Linked DNA regions of Mus musculus: all the other regions are linked to region 3. The links are chromatin contacts, called in public HiChIP or PLAC-seq and promoter capture Hi-C maps. All regions are on one chromosome and are shown on one strand. Each heading gives the region's core, a stretch centred on a gene start, on an enhancer-like site or on the middle of the called end of the contact. The rest is flanking DNA. Distances are from core to core; before and after follow the strand shown. Region 1 holds the start of Oscar (osteoclast associated receptor). Region 2 has its middle 21 kb from the start of Oscar. Region 3 holds the start of Tnni3 (troponin I, cardiac 3). Region 4 holds the start of Rasl2-9 (RAS-like, family 2, locus 9).

Region 1 (7,179 bases), core at 4,598-7,097, 910 kb after region 3:
GTTTTATTTGGTGCTGAGTACTACAGTGTCTCAAAAACAAAATCCTTTAATCCAAGCACTTGGGAAGCAGAGGACGTGTGTTTCTGTGAGTTCAAGGCCAGTCAGGGTTACATAGTGAGAACCTGTCACAAAACAGACAAAAAGGAAGTTTAGAGCTGGGCATGGAGGCATATACCTTTAATCCCAGCATTTGGGAAGTAGAGGCAAACCATTATCTGTATGTTTGAGGTCAATCTAGTCTAAAAATTGAATCTCCAGACAGCCAGGGCTATTACACAAAGAAATCCTGTCTCAAAAAGAGGAGGAGGAAGTAGTAGCAGTCAGAGCTGTAGCTTGGGACTCTAGCTCAGTGGTATAGTACTTGTGAAGCAAGTTCAAGATTCAGTCTCCATGGGCTGGGGAGATGGCTCAGCAGTTAAGAGAACTGACTGCTCTTCCAGAGGTCCTGAGTTCAAATCCCAGCAACCACATGTGGCTCACAACCATCTGTAAGGAAATCTAGTGTCCTCTTCTGGTGTGTCTGAAGACAGCTACAGTGTACTCATATACCTAAAATAAATAAATCTTAAAAAAATTCAGTCTTCATTACCAACATTACAATTTGAACGTTTACTAGATGCTAACAATCACACTGTGTACTTTAGAGAATAGTCTATGTAGTATACCTTCACAGCACCTAACCCAGTAAAGGATGTCACCTATCATTGTGTAGGAGACTTGGGGTCAACTGGTTCCCAGGCTGGGAGCTCAGGCTACAGAGGTCTAAACCTTTCTAGTTCAAGCGAACTTTAGATTGAAGAGACCTGGACTTATCTTTTACGTACTCCCTCAGAAGATAAGATTTTCAGTGCCTGCATCTCCATCCACACAGGTTCCTCATGAGGGTGCTGGACTCCTACGGGGATGACTACCGAGATAGCCAGTTCACCATTGTGTTGGAGGTGAGCTCTGGTCTCCAAGCAGGTTGGGAGGATGGGGAATCCAGGAGTCTTTAACCGCCACCATGTTACATCTTACCAGGATGATGGCAGCCAAGGCACAGATGTCCCTACCCCAGGCAATGCTGAGAATGAACCTCCAGAGAAAGAGGGGCTTTCCCCATCCCAAAGGACAACTGCAACCTTAGACCCCACCAGCCCAGCCCCTGGCGAGGGGCCCAGTGGGCGGAAGAGGCGGCGGGCGCCACGGGTGGGGGCTTCATTGACTCCAGAACTGGCCCCAGTGCAGGTGGGAGCCGAGGGCTGGGGCCAAGGCGTGGTGAGAATCCTGGGCTGGGCTTTGAGGGATCCAGGTCTGGGGAGGGCTGGGCAGACTGGCAACACTGGGTTGCTATCAGGTAGGATAGAGGAGTTGGAAAACCAGGCTAGTGCTTGAAGAGAAAGTCAGCTGAGGGATGGTCGTCAGTGATTGATTGTGGGAAGTGTCTAACCTGGGAAACCAGTGCCCATAGGCTGATTGGTGAGTGTGCTTGGGGGTAGTATGTCTCCTGGGTCTCCATATCCCTCGCATCTTGTTCCGTATCTTTTCAGATTAAGGTTGAGGAAGACTTTGGCTTTGAAGCAGATGAGGCCTTGGATTCAAGTTGGGTTTCCCGAGAGCCAGACAAATTGCTACCCTACCCTACCCTGGCCAGCCCACCCTTTGACTAACCCTCTCCCCAATAAACAGATTCCCTATGTACACTTGTCTAGGTCACCGTTTATTGCTCCCACCTCTGATCATATCCAGGTTCCAGGGTTGGAGGCTACCCTGACTACACACTGAATTCCAGGTCTGCCTACACTACATATGAGACTTCCTTGTCTCACAACAACAAAAGAAACCCACGAAAGAAAAGATTGTGGGGTTATTAGTTTTCACATTTTTATTGGAGAGCAACAGGGAAGGGGCCTCTTCCATCAGCAGAGGCATTCACAGGTTCTTCAGCCAGTCCAAGCTTGGACCCAGAGGATCCTGAGGGTGGCTGGGCACATCAGGCATGTTCCCGTCATCTCTCACAGGCACTGCAAAACAGAAGGATGCGCCACTGAGAGCAGCAGCTCTCCAGAGTCCTGGAGAAAACAGCTGGTTTGTGTCTGTATTCCAGGGAAAAAGGAAAGTGAGGGCCAGAGATTCAACAGACGCAAAGACACAGGGAAGTGAGGGAGATCTCTCCAACAGAGAGAAAGGAACTGGGAGATGAACAGAAATCTGGAGAGAGCATGTTAGGGTAACTTAAAAGTGTGGACAAACTGGGCGGTGGTGGTGCACCCCTTCAATCCCAGCACTTGGGAGGCAGAGGCAGGTGGATTTCTGAGTTCAAGGCCAGCCTGGTCTACTAAGTGAGTTACAGGACAGCCAGGGCTACACAGAGAAACCCTATCTCAAAAGAAAAGAAAAAAGAAAAGAAAAGAAAAGGAAAGGAAAAAAAAAAGCGTGGACAAAGAACATTTCAATGCATTAAGGACTCTCCTACACAGATGTCTGGCCCTCCCCCCAACACAGGTCCCTGCTCACCTGGGTAGTTGTAGGGTGTGGCCTTGTTGATCATGCTAGCATACTTGGTGTAGGGGCTAATCATGGGCATAATTATAGCTGTGGAGAAAGACAAAAGACCCCAGGATGAAGTAGCTCTCCAGGGGTGGGGAAAGGGTAGAAAAAGCCCTGGCAAAAGGGAGCGAGAAAAGGCCAGCACAACCAGTAGGGCCCTTTGGTGGGTCCTCAGCACTCAACCATCCCCACTTAACCTGGGTCAGTGTAAATCCTGAGAGTGGAGAATAGCATAGAGGTTGGAGACAAGCACTCAGGAACACATGAGGTCCAAAGACTGGTCACGATAGATAGCCTTTAGATTAGCCCATGTGGGCTATAGCCATGAAAGGAATGTATCAGGTTAGTGTTGCTGATACAAGTTAATAACCACATGTTAATTTCACATCTTAAACTACACATGTTAAGGGGCTAGAGATGGCTCAGCAATTAAGAACACTTGCTGCTTTGCAGAGTTTGGCTCCTAGCACCTTTTGACTCCAGTTCCACAGCATCCAACAAACGTATCTGGCTTTTGTGAGCACTCCCACATATGTGGATACAGAAACACAGATAACATAGTGTGTAAAAGCTGAGGGGGCTGGGAGATGGCTCTTCAGGTAAGGAGAGTACTTTCTAGTCGTCCAGAAGACTTGAGTTCAATCCGCAGCAGCCATGTCAGGCAGCTCATAAATGCCTAATATCTCCCACTCCAAAGGAAAAAGAACCTACGTCCTCTTCTTGCCTCCAGAGGCGCACACACATTTTTAAGAAAAGATACGTGCCGGGCAGTGGTGGCGCATGCCTTTAATCCCAGCACTTGGAAGGCAGAGGTGGATTTCTGAGTTCGAGGCCATCCTGGGCTACAGAGTGAGTTCCAGGACAGCCAGGGCTACACAGAGAAACCCTGTCTCGAAAAACCAAATAATAATAATAATAATTAAAATAAAATAAAATAAAGATATGCAGGGATGGTGGCTCAGGCGTGTGATATCAACACATAAGAACCCAAGGCAGACTGCTGTGAGTTTGAGGCCCACTTGAGCTAAGTGATTTGTATCCTCTATAAAAAAGAAAACTGAAAAGATTCAGAAGAAGTCAGTTCAAGGAAGTTTTTAACCTTAGTGTGGTGAGAGAGCTCAATAGTTAAAATTACCTGCTCACTGGAACTCAGAATGAGCACTGACTCCAGTAAGTTGTCCTCCGACCCCCCAAACCCAACTGGTAGCCAACACACACACACACACACACACACACACACACACACACCTTAAAAAATGTAATTTTAACTTTAAGAACGAACCAAGTATACATTAAATCACTATTTCAACATATAATCAATTAAAACCACATACATTAGAGCATTCTAGGTCTTTGAAAGTCAGGGTGGTAGATAGCTGGTGGTGGGTTTTAGAACTTCTCTGTCACACTCCAGGCCAGCAATACTGACAATTTTGGTACTGTGATGGCTGCCAAATCCAAGGCCTCACCCCAGACTTTCAGAATGAAAATTTAACAGGTCACCTCCATCTCCCGGGCTTCAATGCATCAGAACTGTGAGTAACCCTGTCCCACTGCAAGGTGGGAGGCTTGCTGAGAGATTTGCATAAGTCAGACTTCGCCGAGGAGTTCTGCCTACAGAGTCAAACTGAGTTGAATGTGCACCTCTTGTGTGTGGTGAGGGAAGAGCGACAGTAATGTCAGGATATGGCTGGCAAGGGGATGCGAGATGAAACTGTGCCGTGGAATGCTGATGACTTCCGGGTGGAGGATGCACTTTCGCGCCGGGGAAGGGGGCACTCACCGAGGCCCCAGACAGAGAAGGACACCACCAGCACCGGCTCCTTCGCCCAGGCATTCTTGAGGAAGGCAGAGATTCCTAGAGAGGTGAGAAGACAGTCACCCTTGGGGACTACTGCGGTGACCTCTAACACTCTCGTATCACCCCTGCTCTGCACCCTCGTGACTGCCGCGCCCCTATTCTGGGACGGATTACCGGTCCCCAAGGCTCCACTGAGACTCAGCCACGGATCAGCCCACAGTTTCCTGGAACTACTTGATCCCCGCGAGCTCCAAACCTGTACTTACTCCCGGCCATCTTGTTCTTGGCGGCGACAAGGAGCGGAGCTCTCTGGGAGTTGTGGTCCTTCTCCTTGCGTGAGGCCCCGCCCCTTGGGCGAGGACGTGGACCCTTTCGGGAGTTGTAGTTCTGGAGTGAGGCTTAAGAGGACTGAAAGATTTAAACCACCTTGAACACCTGCTGGCCTCACCATTTTCTTATAGTTTATAACTCAGCAAATGCATCGGAGAAGTAACATAACGTTCTCCTGTAATAAAGTCAGCTTTGGGCTGGAGAGATGGCTCAGAGCTCTGTCTGCTCTTCCAAAGGTTTAATTTCCAGTAACCACATGGTGACTGACAACCATCTGCAATGGGATCTGACGCCCTCTTCTGGTGTGTCTGAAGACTGCAACAGTGTACTCATAAATAAACCTTAAAAAAAAAAAAGTCAGCTTTACATTGAGATCACATCTAGACATAAGCTCATTCTGGAAATTCTAAATTAATCCCAAATATATTAAGGACTGCCTGTGCTTTGTGTTACTAGCATGCAGATCATGGCTTTTCCCTCCATCTGCCCCTTAGTGCTGAAAACTGAAACCAGGACAGGCTAGGCTACCCATCTCCGATTGAGCCACTCCTCCGTCCACTTGCTGATAGATTCTACTATCCCAGGTCCCTGCTGGTGGATTTTAGGCATATCTTTTATTGTTGAGCCACATTTTTCAGCCCTTTCATTACTTTTTATTTTGAGACAGGGCATTAAATGGCTCAAGTTGGCCCTGCAATCTTTGAACTTGACAGCCTCCTGCCTTGGTTTCTCAAGCTGGTGAGATTACAAGCCTGAGCCTCTAAGATAATGCACATCACTTAAAAAAATTAACATATCTGGACTGGACAGTGAGAGCAGTAATGGAGTCTGAGCCTTCTCTTGTTACCGGCATAGTACATATTGTACAGCAAGCTTCTTTTTCCCTTTCTACCTTTTTGTTTTGTTTTTTTTGTTGTTGTTGTTGTTTTTTTCCTCTTTTCCATTTTTCTTCCTCCCACCTGCCCCTTTCCTTTCTCTCCTCAGTGCTGAGGCTACTCTGGGCAAGTGGTCTTCTACTTAGCGACAACGTCCTCAGCCCTCCTCCCCAACTTTTAAGTTAAATTAAAGAACACCAGAGGCTATGACTGTTCCATCTTGCAACTTTTTCCAAGACAATGAAACTATGACACAGTTACCCAGGAGCCTCCACCTGACTCCTCTGTTCCCTAAACAGGACTCTCACATGGCTTTCTGGTGTTGCTTCATTTCCTCAGAGTGAAAAAGGCAGGGTCAACCTTTTCCTCAGCTCCACGGAGAGTGCCCACCATGGTCCTGTCGCTGATACTCCAGCTGTCGACTCTCTGTGAGCTGTCCCTCCCCTGTGTGTGGATCCTTGGCTGGGCTGAGGGCTATATCTGTTCATATGGAATTCAACATCCAATTTAGAAAAAGGAATCAGGACTGGTACCCAGATACCTGAGTCCTAAACGGGGGAAGACAGATTGCTGGGTCGGGGGTGAGCATAGGTTTCTCTGGATCTCCAGGCAGAGGAGAGTAAGGGATATCTAGGGGTCAAAGAATGTATTCAGTTCTCATGGTAAATGGGCAAGTCTACTGTGCTGGAGGGAGGGGGCATCTAAACCTTCAAACCCCAAGGCAGAGAAACCCCAAGGAGCAAAGTATTGTTCTTAGGAAAGGTGGGGAACAGAGGCCTGTCCTCTTGGGTCAGACAGCAGCTTCTTAAGTATGGGGAATGGAAGTACAGAGTTTTGCTTGATCCTAAAAAAGACGGTGGCAGGCTTCATGTAATCAGAGTCTAGGGCTCCTTAGAGGGGAGACGGTAGTCCACAAAGGGCTTTGTAAAAACCAACTCTTCACCTTCTGCAGGGCCTGCATGCCGTGCTGACTTCACACCAACAGGTGAGTGGGAGACTCCACCTGCTCTATGCTATGCTGCTCACACCTCGCCTCCAACAACTCATTTTATCTTTGTGCCTAGCTTCACCCCAGATTCCCTCATTCCCCTCTCTTCCTCTCTCCTTCCATCCCTTCCTCCACTACATACCTTGCCTCTTTTCTTCTCCCTTTTCTCCTGTCTCTTTCCCTTCCCCCTTTCATAGCCTTCCTTCCTTCTTCCTCCATCCCCTCCTCCTTGCCCCCTGCATGTTGCTCTCTTCTCCCTTCACTTTGTCCTTCATCTCTTTAGTAACCACTATAGGTGAATAGAGATGACCATGAATGTGGATGTTAAGGAGACCTAGACAATCTTGTTCATTATTGCATGTCCTTGAACAAACCAGGGGTCTTAGCCGGGCGTGGTGGCGCACACCTTTAATCCCAGCACTCGGGAGGCAGAGGCAGGCAGATCTCTGGGTTCGAGGACAGCCTGGTCTACAGAGTGAGTTCCAGGACAGCCAGGGCTACACAGAGAAACCCTGTGTGGAAAAAACAAAAACAAAAACAAAAAAGAAAGAAAGAAAAACAAACAAACAAAAAAAACAGGGGTCTTGAAGCCTCCATTTCCTTAGGTAAGTCGGCTGCAGTGAGGATTTAATGTAGTTATATAGGGAAACTATAGG
Region 2 (7,208 bases), core at 2,069-4,568, 930 kb after region 3:
AGACTCTCACCCCAGTTGCCTGGAAGTCAGTCGTCCACTAGCAGACTTTGGATGAAGACATAGAACTCTCAGCTCTGCCTGCGCCATGACAGCCTGGATGCTGCCATACTCCCACCTTGATGATAATGGACTGAACCTCTGAACCTGTAAGCCAGCCCCAATTAAATGTTGTTTTTTATAAGACTTGCCTTGGTCATGGTGTCTGTTCACAGCAGCAAAACCCTAACTAAGACATGTGGGAAGCCGGGCGTGGTAGCACACGCCTTTAATCTCAGCACTCGGAGGCAGAGGCAGACGGATTTCTGAGTTCGAGGCCAGCCTGATCTACAAAGTGAGTTCCAGGACAGCCAGGGCTATACAGAGAAACCCTGTCTTGAAAAACCAAAAACAAAAAAACAAAAAACAAACAAACAAAAAAAAAAAAACCAACTTCCTGACATGTGGGTAACTGGGAGATCCACCACTTGTAACTGACACTAGATATAGGCTTGGGGGACAGTGACCCCAACTGGTGGGTCTGCATCGAGTCCAGAGAGTTAGTGTCAGAACCAAGTCTAATTTTTGGACACTTAAGTCAGTGCCTACAGAGAACTGGAGTCTCTCCTGATCTGGAGAGATAAATGTTGTACATTTAGTGCCTGAGTTACTGTGGTTAGAGAAACAGTGTTCCTTGCCTTTCCTATCCCCCACAAGGCTGTCACAAGACCATCCCATGCTTCCTGTTTCTGATTTATTGTACACTGGAGCTGCAAGAATGTAGAAATGCCATCTAGGGGCTGGTGAGATGGCTCAGTGGTTAAGAGCACTGACTGCTCTTCCAAAGGTCCTGAGTTCAAATTCCAGCAACCACATGGTGGCTCACAACCACCCATAATGAGATCTGATGCCCTCTTCTGGTGCATCTGAAGACAGCTACAGTGTACTTAGATATAATAATAAATAAATCTTTAAAAAAAATGCCATCTAGATATAGCACCTTGACAGTGAGGTCAACAAAGTGGGCTGTATACATTGGGCTCTGTATTTGTGTATGTGTGTTTGTGTATGTTTGTTGTAGTATTGTTTGTTGTTGTTCTTGGTGGTGGTGGTGGTGATGGTGGTTTTTTGAGACAGGATTTCTCTGTGTATAACCCTAGCTGTCTTGGAACTTACAAAAGACTGTTCTCCAACTCAGAGAAATCTACCTGCTTCTGCCTCCTGAGTGCTGGGATTAAAGGATGCTGGGCTGGTGAGATGGCTCAGTGTATAAGAGCACCTGACTGATCTTCTGATATGATAGAGGGAGACTCCCTGAGGAACTAGATTCCAGAGAATCAAACAAAAGGTTATCTTGATGATACCAAAAAATTGTTTTGAGATTTGCATATTACAGAATATATAGCCTTGGTGGGTCTCCAGATATCTTGGACTTTCAGCCAGATCCAATCAAGACACAGACATCAGAGGCTAAATCAATCATTGGTGTGGCCTTCTTAAGGCTAACCAATCCTATTTTCCCTACCCTTCCTCCCCCCTCCCCTTAAAAATATCTCAATGCCCATATTCAGCTTGAAAACGTTATGAAGAGTCGTTGCTCCAGTTCCCTGGCCTTTGGGACTGGAGGGGCTTATCATAGGCTGTCTTTCTAGGGAATGTTGAAATGGTCATAGTTGGAACAGGGAGGAATAGCTAGAATTGATTGCATAGCTGTAATCTCATTTTGTAGAAATATTTTTACTTGTTACTAAGTTGATGTCATAATTTCTTATTTTGATACAGAATTTATTTTGATGCAAAATCAAGGTTTTTTTTTTTTTTTTTTTCCCAAGACAGGGTTTCTCTGTGTAGCCCTGGCTGTCCTGGAACTCACTCTGTAGACCAGGCTGGCCTCGAACTCAGAAATCTGCCTGCCTCTGCCTCCCGAGTGCTGGGATTAAAGGCGTGCACCACCACGCCTGGCTGGTATAAATTTCTTGTATTGATACAAAAAATTTAAAAGTATAGGGCTTAGACCCAGTCGTTCTATAACTGTTATTATAAATTGATCTAAGATGATTAAGCCTGTGAGTTAAGGACCAAATAGCAAATTCATGGCTCTGACTTTATTGTTAGGGTGTTTCAGAGACTGTAATTAGAAATAGCTGAGAGCGGTTAATGGAGAACAGTCCAGATTACTTACAGGGATAGTTGGTTTTCAAAAATGTCACAAATCCACAGAATGTGACAGTTAATGCCATTTATTCACTTGTTGAGACAAATCTGCTCCTAACAGCTTCCCATTCATGGATTCAAAGAAGCAGCTGAGCATCTTTTCTTCAAGTGAGGCCCTACATTTGTGGCTAGGTTGCCACTGGGTAGAAAATTGCCAATCTCTCCTGCAGACCTGTACTGTTCTTGAAAGGACACAATTTACAGGTTAGGACAGCTTAGTTCTGCTGAGACAGAATAGGCTAGTCCTTAGTATTCCTGTATCTCTAAGGTCTGTCAGATAGATGAGCCTGGGCCAGAAGGCTCAAGACATGCTCCAACTTCCTGACTTACGGGGGCTGTATAGGTAGGCAGCTGTCTCTACAATTTGTCTCAGTTCTGGAAGCAGTGTTAGGCTTCTTATTTATTTTCAGTTAATGTTGGTCATTCTCAGATTTCTGATGGGGTTGAAAAATTAATTAATAGTCTCATAGCCAACCCAGGCTATTTACTTTGAAAGAATAGATTTGAGAGGATGATTTTCAGATGGTATACTATCTAAAGCCAGGACATAAGTCAGGGTAGAACCATAAGTCTTTTAACTTAAGATAGATGACAATGTTCTATCTTAATTTCATAAATGATGAACAATCTTATACTCTATAGATTATAAAATGGTAATAGTTGTGTTCTGTTTATATTTGAGAGAAAGGGTTTTTTTTTTGTTTTTAAAGATTTATTTATTATTATCACTGCAGCTGTCTTCAGACATGCCAGAAGAGAGCATCAGATCTCATTATGGGTGGATGTGAGCCACCATGTGGTTACTGGGATTTGAACTCAGGACCTTCAGAAGAGCAGTCAAGTGCTCCTACCCGCTGAAACATCTTGCCAGCCTGGCTTTTTTTTTTTTTTTTTTTCCCCTCGAGACAGGGTTTCTCTGTGTAGCCCTGGCTGTCCTGCCTGGAAGTCACTCTGTAGACCAGACTGGCCTCCAACTCAGAAATACGCCTGCCTCGTCTCTCAAGTTCTAGGATTAAAGGCTTGCGCCACCACTGCCCGGCGGTTTTTTTTTTTTAGAACAGAAAGGGGCAAGTGTTGTGGACCGGCCTGGTGCTGTTCTTATGAACCAATCACCTAATGAATAAAGGAGCCAATCACTGGGTGAGTAGGCGGGACTTCTGGGTTGGAGGGAGGAAGAGAGGTAGCAGGTAGCAGGAGAGAATTAACCCCGTTTTGGAACGGGGATAGCAAATGCCTAAAATGTAGCTGCTAGAGTTTCCAGATATTATGGCAGAGCCACAAGAGTTCACCACAGGAGGAATCAGATTTTAATAAGGCTTACAAGGTTAGGTTTTCGGGGTTGTGCCCAGAGATTGAGTTACTATTGTTTCTGAACTAAGTTTGTGTTGCATTTTCCTTCACATGGTGGCTCATCTGGTTTCAGGAGAGAAAGGTACAACAGCAAAGCCTGGGTTTGCTAGATGTGCACCACAAAGGAGGTGGGAGATTTGAGGCACGGGGTTGGCATGGTAATGACCTGCCAGTGAGAACCTAGAGATCTGGGTGGAGAGATTGTGGAGTTCTGAGTCAGAGTCTCCATGAGATAAAAACAGGTCGGCCATTGCCCACCAGTGCATGGCTGGCCAGACCACTGGGGGCCTCTAGAGGCACAAGCACGCAGACGTGCAGGTTCTACATTCCCTTTATTATTTTTTTAAATTTCCCACGACAGGCTATCTCACCCTCTGTTTTCCAACTAAGGAGAGGAAGGGTGAAAGAAGAGGGGAGCAGAGGAAGATGGCAGGGGAGGAGAAAGGAGGAGAGGGCTGTAGATAAAGAAATAAAATCTCTCTCTTTTTTTTAAAAGATTTATTTATTTTATGTATATGAGTACACTGTAGCTGTACAGATGGTTGTGAGCCTTTATATGGTTGTTGGGAATAGAATTTTAGGACTTCTGCTCATTGGAGTCGGCCCCTCTCACTCAGTCCCTGTTCTCTATTATTATACATAAGTACACTGTCGCTGTCTTCAGACACACCAGAAGAGGGCATCAGATCTCATTACAGATGATTGTAAACCACCATGTGGTTGCTGGGAATTGAACTCAGGACCTTCGGAAGAGCAGTCAGTGCTCTTACCCACTGAGCCATCTCACCAGCCCCCCAAAATAAAATCTCAAGCCATGAAACTATAACTTGAGTCCAATTTAATAAAATGTTAAACTGAAAATATTTAAAAGACTATAAATGTGTCTGGTAATCCCACATAGTGTGGAGAGCTATGGATGTTAATTATGGTTGTCAGTGCATTGCCTTCTTCAGTTCTATAGCTCTGTCACTTAAAGTATAACTCCCACAAAATAACCTTGCAGGCATCCAAAAGCACTAGAGATGGTGGTCTCCCTTGATCCTCTGTTGCCCTGGTAACTATGTTATAATTGACATCTCTGAATTTCCAAGCACCATAACTGTCAGGTCTGAAGGCACTCATTAGCACACCATGTTGTTTTTCCTCCCACACTTCTGTGGAAAGATTAAAAGACTCAAGACAATGCCAGAGCCTTTTCTCTTTCTGTTTTCCAGTGTGGCAACTGAACCAAGTGCCTCATGCATGCTGGGCAAATGCTCTCACACTGTGCTATTGCCCCAGCCCTAGTGTTTCAATTTAGTGAGCGAACCAATGGCCATATCAAACTGAAGAGAGTTTACCCTTTGTTTTAGCTCTTGTGAAGAACAGTTCAGCAAGACATTAAAAAACAGTGGTAGCCATGGTGAGCTCACTACAGTTGTAGCAGATGTTGTTAAAGTTGCTAGAGCAAGTCAAGTGGTGCACACTTGTAATCCTGGTGTTTTGGAGGTGGAGGAAGACAGAAGTTCAAGTTCAACCTTCCTGTATATAAAGTTTGAGGCTTGCCTGAACTATCTAAGCCCTTGTCTCAAAACAAAAAAATTCAGCAAGCACAGTAGTAGCAGCGAAGTCTCTACTCAGGAAATAATATTCTCTCAAATTTCTCTTTTGTGTATGCTCTTTAAATTTTTAAATTACATGTTATTTATCGTGTGTGTGTGTCTGTCTGTCTGTCTGTCTGTCTGTCTGGTACACATGCATGTGCCATGATGCACATGTGGAAGTCAGAGAACAACTTGCAAGAGTCAGTTCTGTTCTTCTGCCACGTGAGTCCTGGGGATTGATCCTGGGTGATCAGACTTGGCAGCAAGCACTTTTATCTGCTGGTCCTTCTCACTAGCCCATGGACATTCTTTTTTTGAGCCAGGCTCTCTTCATCTATGTAGCTCAGATCATCCTTGAATTAGAGATCCTCTTGCCTTAGGTTCCTAAAGTACTAAAAGCCTTAATAATTCTAAGGATTACAGGTGTATTATGCCACACTCAGGTGAGAAAAGGAATTTAACTGGTTTCTGGGAGAAGCATAAGCGTAAACTCAGTCAAACAGTAAGTGGGAAAACTATAGGTGGAGGGAACTGCCTATCTCAAAGCCTGGGACAAAGAAGTAGCATGTTTCAACTCCGTGGATCCCCAGCATGGACCAAGCATCTCCTAAGAATATTTAGAATCTAGGTGAGATGCTCAGGTCTCATATTATGCCTGTTGTTAAAAACTAAAATTGGGCTGGAGAGATGGCTCAGTGGTTAAGAGCACTGACTGCTCTTCTGAAGGTTCTGAGTTCAGGTCCCAGCAACCACATGGTGGCTCACAACCATCCATAATGAGATCCGATGCCCTCTTCTGGTGCATCTGAAGACAGCTACAGTATACTTAGATATAATAATAAATAAATCTTTAAAAAAAACAAAACTAAACTAAAATTGCAGGGTGTGTACCTTGGGACTGGAGAGATGGCTCAGCAGTTAAGGGTGCTTTCTGAAACAGCCAGTGGTGGCGCATGCTTTTAATCCCAGCACTTGGGAGGCAGAGGCAGGCAGATTTCTGAGTTTGAGGCCAGCCTGGTCTACAGAGTGACTTCCAGGACAGCCAGGGCTATACAGAGAAACCCTGTCTCAAAAAAAGTTTTTTTCTAAGACAGGGCATCAAGTGGAGGGATGGGGTTGCCATCCCACAATCAAAAACTCTGACCCAGAATTGTTCCTGTCTAAAAGAACTCCAGGGACAGATAGAGAAAAGACTGGGCAAAAGGAGGTCCAGTGACACAGCCAAATTGGGATCCATCTCAAGGAAAGGCTCCAAGGCCTGACACTATTACTGATGCTATGCTGTGCTTACAGACAGGAGCCTAACATGGCTCCCCTCCCAGAGGCCCAACAAGCAGCTGACCAAGACAGACACAGACACTTACACCCAACCAATGGACTGAAGTTGGGGACCTCTGTGGTTGAATTAGGAAAGGCTGGAAGAAGTTGTGGGGGAAGGCGACCCCATCAGAAGACTAGCAGTCTCAACTAACCTGGACACCCGAGATCTCTCAGACACTGAGCCACCAACAAGGCAGCATACAGTACGAGATCCCAGACACATACAGCAGAGGACTGCCTGATCTGGCCTCAGTGAGAGAAGCACTTAATGCTTGAGAGACTTGAGGCTCCAGGGAGTGGGGAGGAAGAATGGGATGAGGAACTGTTGGAGGGTGGACTGGGAGTGGAGATAACAACTAGACTGTAAAAAAGATTTAAAGATGATGTGAGAGAAAGCACTTTCTGTTCTTACAGAGGAACCAAGTGGCTCACAACTGCATGTCATTCTGGCGACAGAAGAATCTAGCCCCCTCTCTTGGGCTCCATGGGTACTGCACCCACATGCACATACCTACATGCAAATGCATACACATATACATAATTAAAAACAATAAAAATTCTTTAAAAGGATGTGAAGGCAAGCCAGTAATAAGTAAAATAAAAAGAGCTGGACTGGAGAGATGGTTCAGTGGTTAAGAGCACTGACTGCTCTTCCAGAGGTCCTGAGTTCAATTCCCAGTAACTACACGGTGTCTCACAACCATCTGTAATGGGATCTAATGTCCTCTTCTGGTGTGTCTGAAAACACTATAGTATACTCATATA
Region 3 (6,572 bases), core at 724-3,223:
TCTCTCTCTCTCTCTCTCTCTCTCTCTCTCTCTGTGTGAGCATGTGAGCGCCTGCGCAAGCACACATGTAGGTGCCTTCGGAAGCCACAAGAGGGCACCATGTCCCCAGAAACTAGAGTTAAAGGTGGTTATAAGCTTGGGTTCTGGGTGCAAACTCAGGGTCTCTGAAAGAGTATCAAACCCGCTTAGCAACTGAGCCAGTTCTTCAGCCCCAGATCTGACCTCTTTCTTCCCTTCTCTTTCAGTGCCTGCTCAAGAACCCTTCACTATCCACTTTCTGCCTCTCGATTCTTCGCAGACTCTCCACCACAAGACTTGCTACCAGGGCCGGTTCCAGCTCCTCTACGTGTCCTGTGGGTAAGAGACCTAGGATTGGGCCCCAGTTTATTCGTTGTCAGAAGCCGGAACTTAAGCTTTGCAGTCTCCATCCTGCTCTGGACCTCCGTCCCCACCTGTGTATCTCAGCTCCTAGTCCTTTCTCTCCTTAGGATGGTCCATCTTCTCAGCCCTGAGCTCGGGGCTTGCGTGGCCCCCGGAGGGAACCTGGTTGTGGAATTAGCTCGGTGAGCCAGAGGAGTGGGGTGGGAAGGTCACAGCTGGGCCAAAAGCCAGGTCTCCTCACACACAGTTTCCCAACATAGGTACTTGGTGGACCTGCGGCCCAAGGAGTTGAAGGCGTTCTCTGACCGCGTTGTAGAGATAGCGCGGGTGGCTGGGTTCGCCCCTCACACTGCAACCAAACCCTCGGAGACTTTTGCGAGGTTCTACAAGTTAGGGGACTCCACTCCGGGTGGCGGAGACTCAGCTGTGGAATCTGGACCCGCGCCCTCCAAAGTGGAATCTACCCGCGCCCCTCTCCCAGAATCGATAAGTCCGCCCCAGGCTAACCAGGCCCCCTCTCTAGAGGCGATGAGCCCACCCCTGGCTGACCTGGCCCCACCTCTAGAGACAATGTGTCCACCCCAGGCCAACCAGGCCCCTCCTCTAGAAGCGTTGAGCCCATCCAAAGCTGACCAGATCCCACCTCTAGAGGCGATGAGCCCACCCCAGGCTAAGCTAGTCCTGCCTGTAGAAGCAATCAGCCTTCCCCAAGCCGACCTGGCCTCTCCTCCGGAAGTGATAAGCCCACTCCAGGAAGCTATGGCAACGTCCTGGGTGAATGCACCTCCAAAACATGTAACATGAACCCCAGGGACCACGTAGCCCACCTTTAACTGCTGAAGCAGGCCCAGGGATTGACATCACCAGCTCAGCCCACCTGCATGCGGTTTTACTCTGCGTTCCTTCTCAACCCCAGGGATATGACTAGAACTTCAAATTCCTTTCCTGGAACTCTCGGTTGTACTATTTGGGGGGTAGGGGTGAGGGTGGGGGATGGGTCCTAGACTGTTATCTGAGACTTATCCTGACAAGGATCGAAGGCTGAAGGGACAACCCTGGGCTCCAGATCCTCTCTTTTGTCTTGGGCCTTTCTTGACATGCTGCTTTTGGGAAGGACAAGGGCATAGCCTTCCTTGAATGTGATTCAAATAAAAAGCGCAGGGTCACCTCTGTGTGTCCTGTCCTCAGTCGGTCTCCAGTGCCAAGAAGGGTGGGAGCAGCAGGGATGGGTCCCGATTGTGGGTTTGCAAGTGGGCTTGGCTGAATTTCACAGGAGTGAAGGATAAGATCCTTCAAACTAAACATGCCAGGGCCACTGAAACCGACAGAAACGTGGGGGAGAGAAAGGACACACTAGGTCCCAGAAAGACTGCAGTTCAGTGAGGGACCTAGGTGTGAGGACAGAAGGCCGGCATGGATTTCTGGGTATGAACATGGGAAGCTGAAGTCTAGACTCTTGGATTTGAGAGAAGAGGGACCTTGCTCCGGGTTTTCCTAAGTTTGAGGGAGGAGGGAGCTGGGGCGCTAGAGTCAAAGGAGGAGGGGTGTAGATCCTGGGCACCTTGGTTGACCCAACTGGAGCTTTGCACACGGCTCCCCTCACACCCTGTTATCGCTTATCCTGGGCAGGGGAGGAGACAGCAGTATATTTAGTCTTTGTCCTCGCCCCTTATCTCAGTGTCCTCAGTGAGGCTTGAGCAGCCCAGAGGAAACCCAACCTCTAGAGACCTCCAAGGTCACCAGGGACACCCTTCCAGGACCCTCCAGGAATCTCCGATCCTGTTCTCTGCCTCTGGAGATCATCATGGCTGATGAGTATGTGAATCTTCGTAGCCTTGGGGTGGAGACCTCAACAGGGAGAGGTGCGGTGGGTCTTGAGGGTGCAACCAGGTTGGATACTTGTCCTGAGAGAGTAGGAGGCAAGGGTGGTTGGATTTCTGTAGAAATGAGGTAAGAATTTGGGAATCAGACTCCTGGGGTTCAAGAGTCAGGGGACCACCATCAGTGATTTCCTCTTCACGGTTTCTCTCTCTTCAGGAGCAGCGATGCGGTGAGCTGTGAGCTAAGAAGTGGGGTAGGGAACCTTCGGTCCAGAGTGGGTGCTGCAGGGAGAGGACTGGGGACCAGTGGGCAGGGGAACCTGCCGCTAGAGGTGAGGTATCCAGGAAGGGCTGGATGGGAGGGTTTGGGTAGTGATGTAGCCTGCTTCAATTCCAGGCTGGGGAACCGCAGCCTGCGCCTGCTCCTGTCCGACGCCGCTCCTCTGCCAACTACCGAGCCTATGCCACCGAGCCACACGCCAAGGTGGGGCGGGGTCCAAGAGGATGGGCTTCTGGGTTCAAGAATCCTCTGAGACCCAGAAGGGGGCAGGACCAAGGCCCTGGAAAGGGGTGGTAGGGTGATGGGCAGAGCCCTATGGGTGGGGCAGAATTTCAGAAAGGTTCAGGTTGGGCTTGGTGACAGCGGCCTGTGGTTGGGGGGAACTTGCCTACAGCAAGGTTTAGGCGTGAGCGTAGTGGTTAGCAGTGAATAGATAGGCAGTGCGTAGCTCTAGTCGGAGACAAAGATTGGTAGATGGGACCGAGGAGCGTGGCTTCCAGTGGACTCCGCGTTCTGGTTGAAGAATGTCTGACCCGAATGGGTATGCACTCGAGTGGGTCGTGATGCCTTGCAGCTCCACCCAGTGTCCACTTTGGGACCTCACACTGACCTTTCTCCATATCACCTTGGCAGAAAAAGTCTAAGATCTCCGCCTCCAGAAAACTTCAGTTGAAGGTGATGATGAGGTCGCAGTGGGTGGGCTTGGGTGGGCGGAGCTTTGGGGGAGTGGTTTCGCTTCCGGAGTGTGTCAGTCCCCGCCTCCCCCGCCCCCCCCCCCCACGTGCGCGCGGGCAGAAACGAGGCAGGTTTTGAATAAAAGACACAAACTTGGATGTTCGGATATTCTGTCTCTCTGGAGGATGGAGGGAAATTTGTTATTCTTATACTTTTTGGGACTCTGTTGTCTGCTCCAACCATTCCGCAGACTCTGATGCTGCAGATTGCGAAGCAGGAGATGGAACGAGAGGCAGAAGAGCGACGTGGAGAGAAGGGGCGCGTTCTGAGGACTCGTTGCCAGCCTTTGGAGTTGGATGGGCTGGGCTTTGAAGAGCTTCAGGTACCAGTTTACAAAGCAAGGATTCCGGATAAGCCTGGGACCCGAGGTTCCTCATCTCTGGCCTGGCATCCCTTGGGTATCAGGAGCATAAGCACCATCTCAAGTTCTGCTCAGGATCTGCAATCCTTATGCCAAGCAATACGTTCAGCCCTACAGCTTCAAAACCCAGTGTATTTCTCCAGCCTCTATCTGCCAGGTCTCAGAATTCTTAGTTCCCGGCCATATTTCTTTAAGTTCCCTGGAGTGCAGATTCCGGTGTCAGCTTCCTTTCACCCCCTCCTTCCTCAGACTCAGGAGTCCAGACCCCAGCACTCCTCTCTCAAACTCGGGGGTCCAGAGCCTAGGCCTCCTTCCTCAGACCCAGAGGTCTCCTCTCTCAGACCAGGGAACCCAATCTCCAGCCTCCCTCTCAGCATCCACGCGTTCCTTCACCAGGACTTATGCCGACAGCTTCACGCTCGGGTGGACAAAGTGGATGAAGAGAGATATGACGTGGAAGCAAAAGTCACCAAGAACATCACTGAGGTGGGGAGCCCGGGGAAGCCTGGGACCTTCACATTACACCAAGATCTCCAGACTGTAGCTTCGGGCTGGGGGCTATGGACTCTTGTGCTTGAGATAACTCTAAGCAGAAAGCAGGCAGTGGCACAGGTACCTCGTGGCAAAGGAAGCTGTCTCTGCAGAGTAGAGCCTGGGTGGCACAAACGGGCCTGTAGAAACTGAGCATTGAGTTGAGCTCTGGGACAGGGAATAATGATCTGCACAGAGTGGGCTCAAGTTGTGTTAGACGCTGTCTTAGTCACGGTTTCTATTCCTGCACAAACATCATGACCAAGAAGCAAATTGGGGAGGAAAGGGTTTATTCGGCTTATACTTCCATACTGCTGTTCATCACCAAAGGAAGTCAGGACTGGAACTCAAGCAGGTCAAGAAGCAGGAGCTGATGCAGAGGCCATGGAGGGATGTTCCTTACTGGCTTGCTTCCTCTGGCTTGCTCAGCTTGCTTTCTTATAGAGCCAAGACTACCAGCCCAGAGATGGTCCCACCCACAAGGGGCCTTTCCTCCTTGATCACTAATTGAGAAAATGCCTTACAGTTGGATCTCATGGAGGCATTTCCTCAACTGAAGCTCCTTTCTCTGTGATAACTCCAGCTGTGTCAAGTTGACACAAAATTAGCCAGTATAGACACTTTGCGGGATGCTGCTAGGAGCATCAGGAAGAACATGGAGGTGCAGGCTGGAGGCTTTAATCTGGGGCCAGAGCTGGAAGAAGATTAGAAACAGAGAGCAAGAAAGGGACAAGGGAGAATTGTTTGTTTGTTGGAAGGAAGGAAGGAAGGAAGCAGAGGGAAGATGGGGGCTCCACACCCCATATGGTCCTCCCCAGATTGCAGATCTGACCCAGAAGATCTATGACCTCCGTGGCAAGTTTAAGCGGCCCACCCTCCGAAGAGTGAGGATCTCTGCAGATGCCATGATGCAGGCGCTGCTGGGGACCCGGGCCAAGGAATCCTTGGACCTGAGGGCCCACCTCAAGCAGGTGAAGAAGGAGGACATTGAGAAGGTGAGTGTGGGCTAGGGTGAGAAGGAAGGAAGATGCTGGGGAAGGCCTGAGTGGCATAAGGTCCAGAGAGAGAGAGAGAGAGAGAGAGAGCAGATGCACTTGGGGTCTAGTGAGAAGCTACTGATAAAGAGAATTCAAGGGCTGGTGAGATGGCTCCATGGTTAAGAGCACTGACTGCTCTTCCAAAGGTCCTGAGTTCAAATCCCAGCAACCACATGGTGGCTCACAGTCATCCGTAGTGAGATCTGACGCCCTCTTCTGGTGTGTCTGAAGACAGCTACAGTGTACTTAACATATAATAAATCTTTGGGCTGTTGTGAGCGGAGTTGGAGGGAGCAGGACCAGAGTGAGCAGAGGTCCTGAGTTCAATTCCTAGCAACCACATGATGGCTCACAACCATCTGTACAACTACAGTGTACTCATATACATTAAATAAATAAATAAATCTTAAAAATAAGAGAATTCAAGAAGTCAGAAGGGAAGATAGTACATTAGGGAGAAAGGAAGTAGTGAGGGGCAGGAAGTACAACAAGACTGGGGGGCAAGAGGGACAGGAAGTGCATAGGGGAGACAGGAAGTGCATAGGGGAGAGAGGAACTGCATGGGGGAGACAGGGATGCATGGGGGAGACAAGAAGTACATGGGGGAAACTAGATGTACATGGGGAGACAGGAAGTGCATAGGGAGATAGGAAGTACATGGGGGACACAGGAAGTACACGGGGGAAGACTAGATGTACATGGGGAGACAGGAAGTGCATGAGTGTGACAGGAGGTACAAGGGGAGATGGGAAATGATTACAAGAAGTTTGCCAGGTTGACTGAAGAGACAGGAAGTGCTCTAGAATCATATTCTTAGACAGGCTTCCAGCACAGAATGGTCTAGCAAGCTAGAGGGTAGATAGAGACCAGAAAGGGTCCTTAACCTCTGACTTTCCACTTGCAGGAAAACCGGGAGGTGGGAGACTGGCGCAAGAATATCGATGCACTGAGTGGCATGGAAGGCCGCAAGAAAAAGTTTGAGGGCTGAGCCATGGCTCCCACACTGTGCTCTGAAGGACGTCCCTGCAGAATAAACCTCTCCAAACCAGAAGGAACTGTGTGTCTGCTAACCTGGGGCACTTGAGAAGGGTGAGGGCAAGTGGGGTGGAGTCACAGGCAAGTTTCTAACATGGGTTTCTCACATGGGCTAGTCTCTTCTACAGAGAGCATAGAACGTGCCAAGCCCAAGGAAAGACGTGGCTCTGGGGTTAAGAGAACTGGCTGGGTTTCCTAGAGGATCCAGGTTTGATTCCCAATATCCACATAGCAGTTCAAAATATCTGTAACTCAGTGCCAAGAGGTTCTATGTCCTCTTCTAGCCACTGCTCAGACAAGCAGACTATCTATACATATCACAATTCTTTTTTTTTTCTTGATTTATTTATTTTATTATGTAAGTACACTGTAGCTGTCTTCAGACACCCCAG
Region 4 (7,245 bases), core at 1,280-3,779, 600 kb before region 3:
CGGAAGCACTGGGTGCTCCTCAGGGGCCACACACACGCTTCTCTACTAGAAGTAAATTTGAATGTTACTGAATAGGTAACCTTCTCACTGAATTCCCACTAAATTCCAAGCTCCTCGGCGTCGAGGATTTTCTAGGACATTGCAACACTGGCGAAGGCTTAGCTATGTCAAGCAATCAAATCTTAAAGGCACTTATAATAAAACAATACTGAAAGAGAGCACGTGGATCCATACACCAAACTAACACGGGAAAAGGGTTTGAGTATACGGGCTATGGGAATGCCAAGGTTCCAGGAGGCATAGTTTCCTTGAAACTCATTGCCTCGTGAGTGTTTCCAGGCCTCTTGGCCTGTCAAGCAGACTTCACCGGAGTGGGCGTAGGAGGTGCTCTCCTTGTATGTATCTGGGCGCACCACTGGCATTGTCATGGACTCTGGTGACGGGGTCACACACACAGTGGCCATCTATGACAGCTACACCCTTCCTCACGCCATCTTGTGTCTGGACCTGGTTGGCCAGGACCTGACAGAGTACCTCATGAATTCCTGACTGAACGGGGCTACAGCTTTACCACCACTGCTGAGAGGGAAATTGTGACAAGGAGAAGCTGTGCTATGTTGCCCTGGATTTTGAGCAAGAAAAGGCTACTGCTGCATCATCTTCCTCCTTGGAGAAGAGTTACTAGCTGCCCGATGGGCAGGTGATCACCATTGGCAATGAGCGGTTCTGGTGTCCGGAGGCACTCTTCCAGCATTCCTTCCTGGGCATGGAATCCTGTGGCATCTACGAGACCACCTTCAACTCCATCATGAAGTGTGATGTGGATATCTGCAAAGACCTGTATGCCAATACACTGCTGTCTGGTGGTACCACCATGTACCCAGGCATTGCTGACAGGATGTAGAAGGAGATCACAGCCCTAGCACCCAGCACAATGAAGATTAAGATCATTGCTCCCCCTGAGCGCAAGTACTCAGTCTGGACCTGCGGCTCCATCCTACCTCACTGTCCACCTTCCAGCAGATGTGGATCAGCAAGCAGGAGTATGATGAGTCGGGCCCATCGTCCACTGCAAATGCTTCTAGATGGACTGAGCAGGTGCCAGGCATCTGCTGCATGAGCTGGTATTGAAGTATCGATTTGCCCTGGCAAATGTACACACCTCATGCTAGCCTCATGAAACTGGAATAAGCCTTTGAAAAGAAATTTGTCCTTGAAGCGTGTATCTGATATCAGCACTGGATCATAGAACTTGCTGATTTTTGACCTTGTATTCAAGTTAACTGCTCCCTTGGTATATGTTTAACACCCTGTGCATATCTTGATTCAGTCCTTAGTTCATGTGGCTCGGTCACTTGGGGCTGGGGAGAACACGCAGTGGAAGAGAAAGGCCCAGCCTGGTGGATCTCTGTGAGCACCACGGAGTGATCTGTGCAGGGTATTAACCAACAGCAGACTTCCAGGATTTCCCGAGGCTGGCAAGGGCTCCTGAACCAGTTACCACTCCTTCTTGCCAGTCTAACAGGGTGGGAAAGTCCGAGCCTTAGGACCCAGTTTCCGTTCTGGTTTCTTCCCTCCTGACCACCATCGGTTGTTAGTTGCCTTGAGTTGGGAACGTTTGCATCGACACCTGTAAATGTATTCATTCTTTAATTTATGTAAGGTTTTGTTGTACTCAATTCTTTAAGAAATGACAAATTTTGGTTTTCTACTGTTCAGTGAGAACATTAGGCCCCAGCAACACGTCATTGTGTAAAGAAATTAAAGTGCTTCAGTAACTGAAAAAAAAAAAAAATTTCCTACTACCTATGATATCAAGCTTGGCTTTCTACAAGAGTTCAATCTCTGACTCTCATTTAATTCTTCCATTCCTTCACACACATATATATATATATATATATATATATATATATATATATATATATACTTTTTTTTTTTTTTTTTTTTTTTGGTTTTTCGAAACAGGGTTCTCTGTATAGCCCTGGCTGTCCTGGAACTCACTTTGTAGACCAGGCTGGCTTCGAACTCAGAAATCCGCCTGCCTCTGCCTCCTGAGTGCTAGAATTAAAAGTGTGCGCCACCACACCCGGCTCTATATTTCTTTTATATTTGACATAAGATCGCCTTTTTTTTTTCCTTTGTCTCTAAAAACAAATTGTGCAGCCCGTTGCTTAGGCAAAAGGAGTTTTGTCAGAAAAGTTCAGATCTAACAGATCTGTTCAGGATGGCAGGCAGTTCACTGAGCCAAGCTGCCTTCCTCTGTGTCCCTGTCATGAATCCTTGATTCGGTACAATTCAGTAGGCTTCATCCAAGAAATGCAGAGATGGTTCAGTAAGTGAAAATCAGTCCTGGAAGGTAGCTGGAAGGACCCGGCAGAGCGCAACACGAGGGTTGGTTGTCCTTCGGGTGGGCACCGCAGCGGCGGGCGGTGCCCAGCTTCCCTTCCCCCACAGTCTGGTACAGAGTCTGCCTTCCCGCGCGCTCTTCCCGGCCGCTGCCTTTAGAGGGCGCACGTGCAGCAGCCGCTCTCTCCGGCAGGATCGCCGCGATGGCCGCCCAGGGAGAGCCGCAGGTCCAGTTCAAGGTCGTCCTGGTGGGCGACGGCGGCACCGGAAAGACGACATTCATGAAGCGCCACTTGACCGGAGAGTTTGAGAAGGAGTATGTAGCCACCCTGGGCGTGGAGGTGCACACATTAGTCTTCCATACCAACAGAGGACCTATCAAGTTCAATGTGTGGGACACAGCCGGTCAGGAGAAGTTCGGGGGGCTGCGCGATGGCTACTACATCCAAGCCCAGTGTGCCATTATAATGTTTGACGTAACATCAAGAGTTACTTACAAGAATGTGCCTAGCTGGCATAAAGATCTAGTGCGTGTGTGTGAAAACATCCCCATTGTATTGTGTGGCAACAAAGTGGATGTTAAAGACATGAAAGTGAAGGCAAAACCTATTCTCTTCCACCGAAAGAAGAATCTTCAGTACTATGACATTTCTGCCAGAAGTAACTACAACTTTGAAAAGCCTTTCTTCTGGCTTGCCAGAAAGCTCATTGGAGATCCTAACTTGGAGTTCGTTGCCATGCCTGCTCTTGCCCCACCTGAGGTAGTCATGGACCCAGCTTTGGCAGCACAGTACGAGCATGATTTAGAGGTTGCTCAGACGACTGCTCTCCCAGATGAGGAAGATGACCTGTGAGAAAGTGAAGCTGGAGCCCTGCGTCAGAAGTCTATTTTAGGCAACTGTCCTGTGATGCCAGCCAGCGGTGCAGTGTGTGTGCCACCTTATTTAGCTAAAGGAGATCGTGCAATTCATTGGGATGCTGAAGGAGATGAATGGGCTTCGGAGTGAATGTGGCAGTTAAAATACACCTTCATTTTTTTGGACTTGCGTATTTAGCCCCCTGGAACAGAGTTGTTCTGGATTTCAAAGATAAGACTGCTACCGTAGCATCACAATAGTCAGTGGTGAAATCTTGTTTGTAACTGTCATTCCCACTCTTTCATTTAGAATCAGAATAAAGTTGTATTTCATATTTGAAATATCTTCTAAATATCTTCTAAAAAAGAGAAAAATAAAATCAGCAAATGTAATCTATCACATAAACAAATTAAAAGGGGAAAAAAAACATGATCATATCTTTAGATGCACAAAGGGCCTTTGACAAAATCCAACACCTCTTTATCATAAAACTCCTTGAGAGCCTAGGGATACAAAAGACATACCAAACATAGCAAAGGCAATATAAAGCAATCTGATAAGCCGGGAGTGGTGGTGCCTTTAATTAAATGCCTTTAATCCCAGCATTTGAAAGGCAAAGGCAGGCGAATTTCTTTTTTTTTTAAGATTTATTTATTTATTATATGTAAGTACACTGTAGCTGTCCTCAGATACTCCAGAAGAGGGCATCAGATGATTGTGACCACCTTGTGGTTGCTGGGATTTGAACTCGGGACCTTTGGAAGAGCAGTCGCGCTCTTAACCACTGAGCCATCTCGCCAGCCCCCAGAGAATTTCTGAGCTCAAGGCCTGCCTGGTCTACAAAAGTGAGTTCCAGGACAGCCAGGGCTATACAGAGAAACCCTGTCTTGAAAACCCAAAAAAAAAGCAATCTGATAGCAAACATCAAATTAAAGGGAGATAAATTCAAAGCAGTTCTACCAAAATAAGGAGGAAGACAAGCTGTCCACTCTTTACATATCTATTGACTATTATACTTGAAGTTTTACCTAGAGCAATAAGACAACTGAAGGAAATCAAGGGGATACAAGTTATTTTTCAAAAAATAGTCAAAGTATTGATGTTTGTAGATTATATAATAGTATACATAAGTGACCTTAAAAAAATCCACAAAGGGGGTTGGGGATTTAGCTCAGTGGTAGAGCGCTTGCCTAGCAAGCGCAAGGCCCTGGGTTCGGTCCTCAGCTCTGGAAAAAAAAAAAATCCACAAGGGAGCCGGGCGTGGTGGCGCACGCCTTTAATCCCAGCACTTGGAAGGCAGAGGCAGGCAGATTTCTGAGTTCGAGGCCATCCTGGTCTGCAGAGTGAATTCCGGGACAGCCAGGGCTACACAGAGAAACCCTGTCTTGGAAAACAAAACAAAAAACAAACAAACAAAAAAATCCACAAGGGAAATCCTACAGCTGATAAATACTTTCAACAAAGTAACTAGATACAAGCTTAACTTTTAAAAATCAGCAGCCCCTACAAGTAGCAAATGGACTGAGAAAGAAATTGGGAAAACAACACCTTTTACAATAGCCTCAAATAACGTAAAATATCTTGAGGTAACTCTAACAAAGCCAAGGAAAGACCTGTATGACAAAAACTTCGAGTCTTGGAAGAAAGAAATTGAAGAAGATATTAGCCAGGCAGTGGTGGTGCTTGCCTTTAATCCCAGCACTTGGGAGGCAGAGGCAGGCAGATTTCTGAGTTCAAGGCCAGCCTGGTCTAGAGTAAGTTCCAGGACAGCCAGGGCTATACAGAGAAACCCTGCCTCAAAAAAAAAAAAAAAAAAAAAAAAGAAAGAAAGAAAGAAAGAAAGAGAGAGAGAGGGGGGGGGGGGGAGGGAGGGAGGGAGGGAGGGAGGAAGGAAGGAAGGAAGGAAGGAAGGAAGGAAGGAAGGAAGGAAGGAAGGAAGGAAGGAAGGGGAAAGATATCAGAAAATGGAGAGATCTCCCATGATCATGGGTCAACAGGATTAACATAGTAACAATGGCCCTTCTACCAAAAGCAATCTGCAGATTCAATGCAATCCTCATCAGAATTCCAACTCAATTCTTTACAGACTTTGAAAGGACAATTCTCAACATCATATGGAAAAACAAAAGATCCAGGATATCAAAAATAATCCTGAACAATAAAAAAACTGCTGGAAGTATCACTATCCCTGACTTCACATTGTACTACAGAGCTGTAGTAATAAAAACTATATGGTATTGGCATTAAAAACACAGTGATCAATGGAATCAAACTGAAGACCCAGTCATAAGTCCACACACCTATGGATACCTAATTTTATTTATAAAGAAGCTAAAAAAAAACACTAAAAAAAATAGAAATCATCTTCAGCAAATGATACTGGTCAAACTGTATGTCTGCATGTAGAAGAATGCAAATTGATCCATATTTGTCACCCTGCACAAAGCTTAAGTCCAAATGGATCAAAGACCTCAACATAAAGCCAGACATACTGAACCTGATAGAAGAGAAAGTAGAGGATAGCCTTGCACACATCGGCACAAAAGACAACTTCTTTAACAGAACATCAATAGCACAAGCACTAAGGCTGACAATACAATGGGACCTCATGAAACTGAAAAGCATCTGTAAGGCAAAGGACACTTCAAATATGGACAAAGAGACAGCCTACAGAATAGGAAAAGATTTTTACCAATTCCACATCTGATAGAGGTCTAATATCCAAAATATATAAAGAACTCAAAAAACTAGATATTTTTTTTAAAAAAAGAATCTAATGAAAAAAAATAGTGGTACAGATCTAAACAGAGAATTCTCAATAGAGGAATCTCCAATGGCAGAGAAACACTTAACAACTGTTTATTATCTTAGCTATCAGGGAAAAATACTAATCAAGACGACTCTGAGATTCCATCTTACACCTCTAAGATCAAAACCACAAGTGACAACTCACGCTGGGGAGGCTGTGGAATAAGGGAATAAGAGGAGCTACTCTTCCACTGCTGGTGAGAAGGCAAGCCTGTACAGTCACTGTGACTCAATATGGCGGGTCCTCAGAAAGTTGGGAATCAACTTACCTCAAGACCCACTAACATCATCTTAGGCATATACCCAAAGGACACTCCATTCTACCACAGAAACACTTGCTTGCTAACTATGTCCATTGCAGCTTTACTCATAATATCCAGAAAGTGGAAGCAATCTAGATGTCTATCAACTGAAGAACGGATAAAGAAAATGGGGTATTTTACATAATCGAGTATTTCTCAGCTGAAATAACATTTAAAATGACATAAAATTTTCAGACAAATGGATGCCACTAGAAAAAATCATCTTGAGTGAGCTGACCTTAACTCGGAAAGACAAATGTGGCATGCACTCACTTATAAATGGACATTAAGCTGTTAAGTAAATGATAGTCAAGCTACACTCCACAGATCCAGAGAGGTTCGATACAGAGGACTCTAGGGATACATGGATCATTCTGGGAATGAGAAATAGAATAAATGTTGTGAGTGGCCTGAGGTATGGGGGTTGGGAGGGAGACGGGTAAGATTGGGAAAGAGAGTGGGGAAGAGACAGCTAGAATTGGGGAGAATGGGAGCTGACCTAGTGCAGTGGAAACTTCCTGGAGTCTCTGAGGATGACCTAGTGAGGACTCATAGTAATGGAGGACACAGAGTCTTAACTTGCCATGTTCTGTGCCCAGTCAAGGCTTCTAGTGGTGGGACTGGGTCCATTGGGTTGAGTTGTTGGCTGAGGTGGGGCAGGGGAATCCAATGGAGATCCCTAAACAACCCAGGCTGATGCTAGAACAGAAGGTGGCTCTCTGAAAACCTATACTGGGGCACTGTTGCCAAGGGCAACATCCACACAGCTCATTTAAACATAGAGGACAAGCTGGTGCCTGCATGGAGCCTTCATCCCTATTTCATAGCCTCTACAAACTACAGAAAGGGAAACCTGGACACCAACTCAGTCACAAAACCCTCAACCTAGAATCTGTTCCTCCCAAAAGATGTGCTAGGGCAGTGGTGGTACA

What was found. Promoter capture Hi-C pulls out the DNA fragments that hold promoters and counts their contacts. HiChIP or PLAC-seq counts read pairs in DNA pulled down with a chosen protein or histone mark.
Region 1: a contact with region 3 is called in a promoter capture Hi-C map of embryonic stem cells, with 7 times the contacts expected there. The contact joins the promoter of Oscar here to the promoter of Tnni3 in region 3. A contact is called at or near these places in 18 of 39 promoter capture datasets (the 3T3-L1 cell line, the C10 cell line, the HPC-7 cell line and 10 more), 4 of 15 datasets of contacts at CTCF or cohesin (embryonic stem cells, large pre-B cells and pro-B cells), 22 of 484 Hi-C or Micro-C datasets (B cells, the Ba/F3 cell line, CD8 T cells and 12 more), 23 of 115 datasets of contacts at active chromatin or transcription factors (bone marrow-derived macrophages, craniofacial prominence, differentiating embryonic stem cells and 11 more) and 3 of 9 other capture datasets (adipose tissue, embryonic stem cells and macrophages).
Region 2: an H3K4me3 HiChIP or PLAC-seq map of embryonic stem cells shows a contact between it and region 3, with 7 read pairs. The contact joins the enhancer-like site here to the promoter of Tnni3 in region 3. A contact is called at or near these places in 8 of 39 promoter capture datasets (the 3T3-L1 cell line, the HPC-7 cell line, embryonic stem cells and 3 more), 3 of 15 datasets of contacts at CTCF or cohesin (embryonic stem cells and large pre-B cells), 18 of 484 Hi-C or Micro-C datasets (B cells, the Ba/F3 cell line, the G1E-ER4 cell line and 10 more), 10 of 115 datasets of contacts at active chromatin or transcription factors (embryonic limb bud, embryonic stem cells, epiblast stem cells and 1 more) and 1 of 9 other capture datasets (adipose tissue).
Region 4: a promoter capture Hi-C map of liver shows a contact between it and region 3, with 4 times the contacts expected there. The contact joins the promoter of Rasl2-9 here to the promoter of Tnni3 in region 3. A contact is called at or near these places in 4 of 39 promoter capture datasets (cranial neural crest, hippocampal neurons, liver and 1 more) and 1 of 9 other capture datasets (adipose tissue).

What each region holds. Positions count from the first base shown.
Region 1 is chr7:3,614,825-3,622,003 of GRCm38.p6, reverse strand. It overlaps Oscar (osteoclast associated receptor), which reads left to right and starts at 5,847. Exons shown (of 5, transcript NM_001290377.1): 1 at 5,847-5,963; 2 at 6,488-6,520. The coding sequence starts at 5,927. It overlaps Ndufa3 (NADH:ubiquinone oxidoreductase subunit A3), which reads right to left and starts at 4,631. Exons shown (of 4, transcript NM_025348.3): 1 at 4,597-4,631; 2 at 4,313-4,387; 3 at 2,497-2,574; 4 at 1,841-2,003. The coding sequence starts at 4,606. The coding sequence ends at 1,912. Tfpt (TCF3 (E2A) fusion partner) reads left to right here. Exons shown (of 6, transcript NM_001290381.1): 4 at 872-941; 5 at 1,021-1,257; 6 at 1,530-1,680. The coding sequence ends at 1,649.
Region 2 is chr7:3,591,446-3,598,653 of GRCm38.p6, reverse strand. No RefSeq gene overlaps it. Among named protein-coding and RNA genes, the nearest start is that of Oscar, 21 kb to the left of the region's middle. Within about 2 kb of position 3,318, at least 88 of the 459 cell types and tissues checked have an H3K27ac peak or open chromatin away from gene starts, as enhancers often do. A contact at or near this core is called in the Ba/F3 cell line, the G1E-ER4 cell line, embryonic stem cells and 2 more, where this site is marked.
Region 3 is chr7:4,517,929-4,524,500 of GRCm38.p6, reverse strand. It overlaps Tnni3 (troponin I, cardiac 3), which reads left to right and starts at 1,973. Exons shown (of 8, transcript NM_009406.4): 1 at 1,973-2,196; 2 at 2,419-2,431; 3 at 2,599-2,685; 4 at 3,115-3,156; 5 at 3,407-3,538; 6 at 3,974-4,063; 7 at 4,927-5,103; 8 at 6,050-6,196. The coding sequence starts at 2,186. The coding sequence ends at 6,133. It overlaps Dnaaf3 (dynein, axonemal assembly factor 3), which reads left to right. Exons shown (of 12, transcript NM_001033548.3): 10 at 246-357; 11 at 489-563; 12 at 642-1,568. The coding sequence ends at 1,185.
Region 4 is chr7:5,121,234-5,128,478 of GRCm38.p6, reverse strand. Rasl2-9 (RAS-like, family 2, locus 9) reads left to right here and starts at 2,529. Exons shown (of 1, transcript NM_009028.2): 1 at 2,529-3,537. The coding sequence starts at 2,550. The coding sequence ends at 3,200. It also overlaps the pseudogene Gm47692.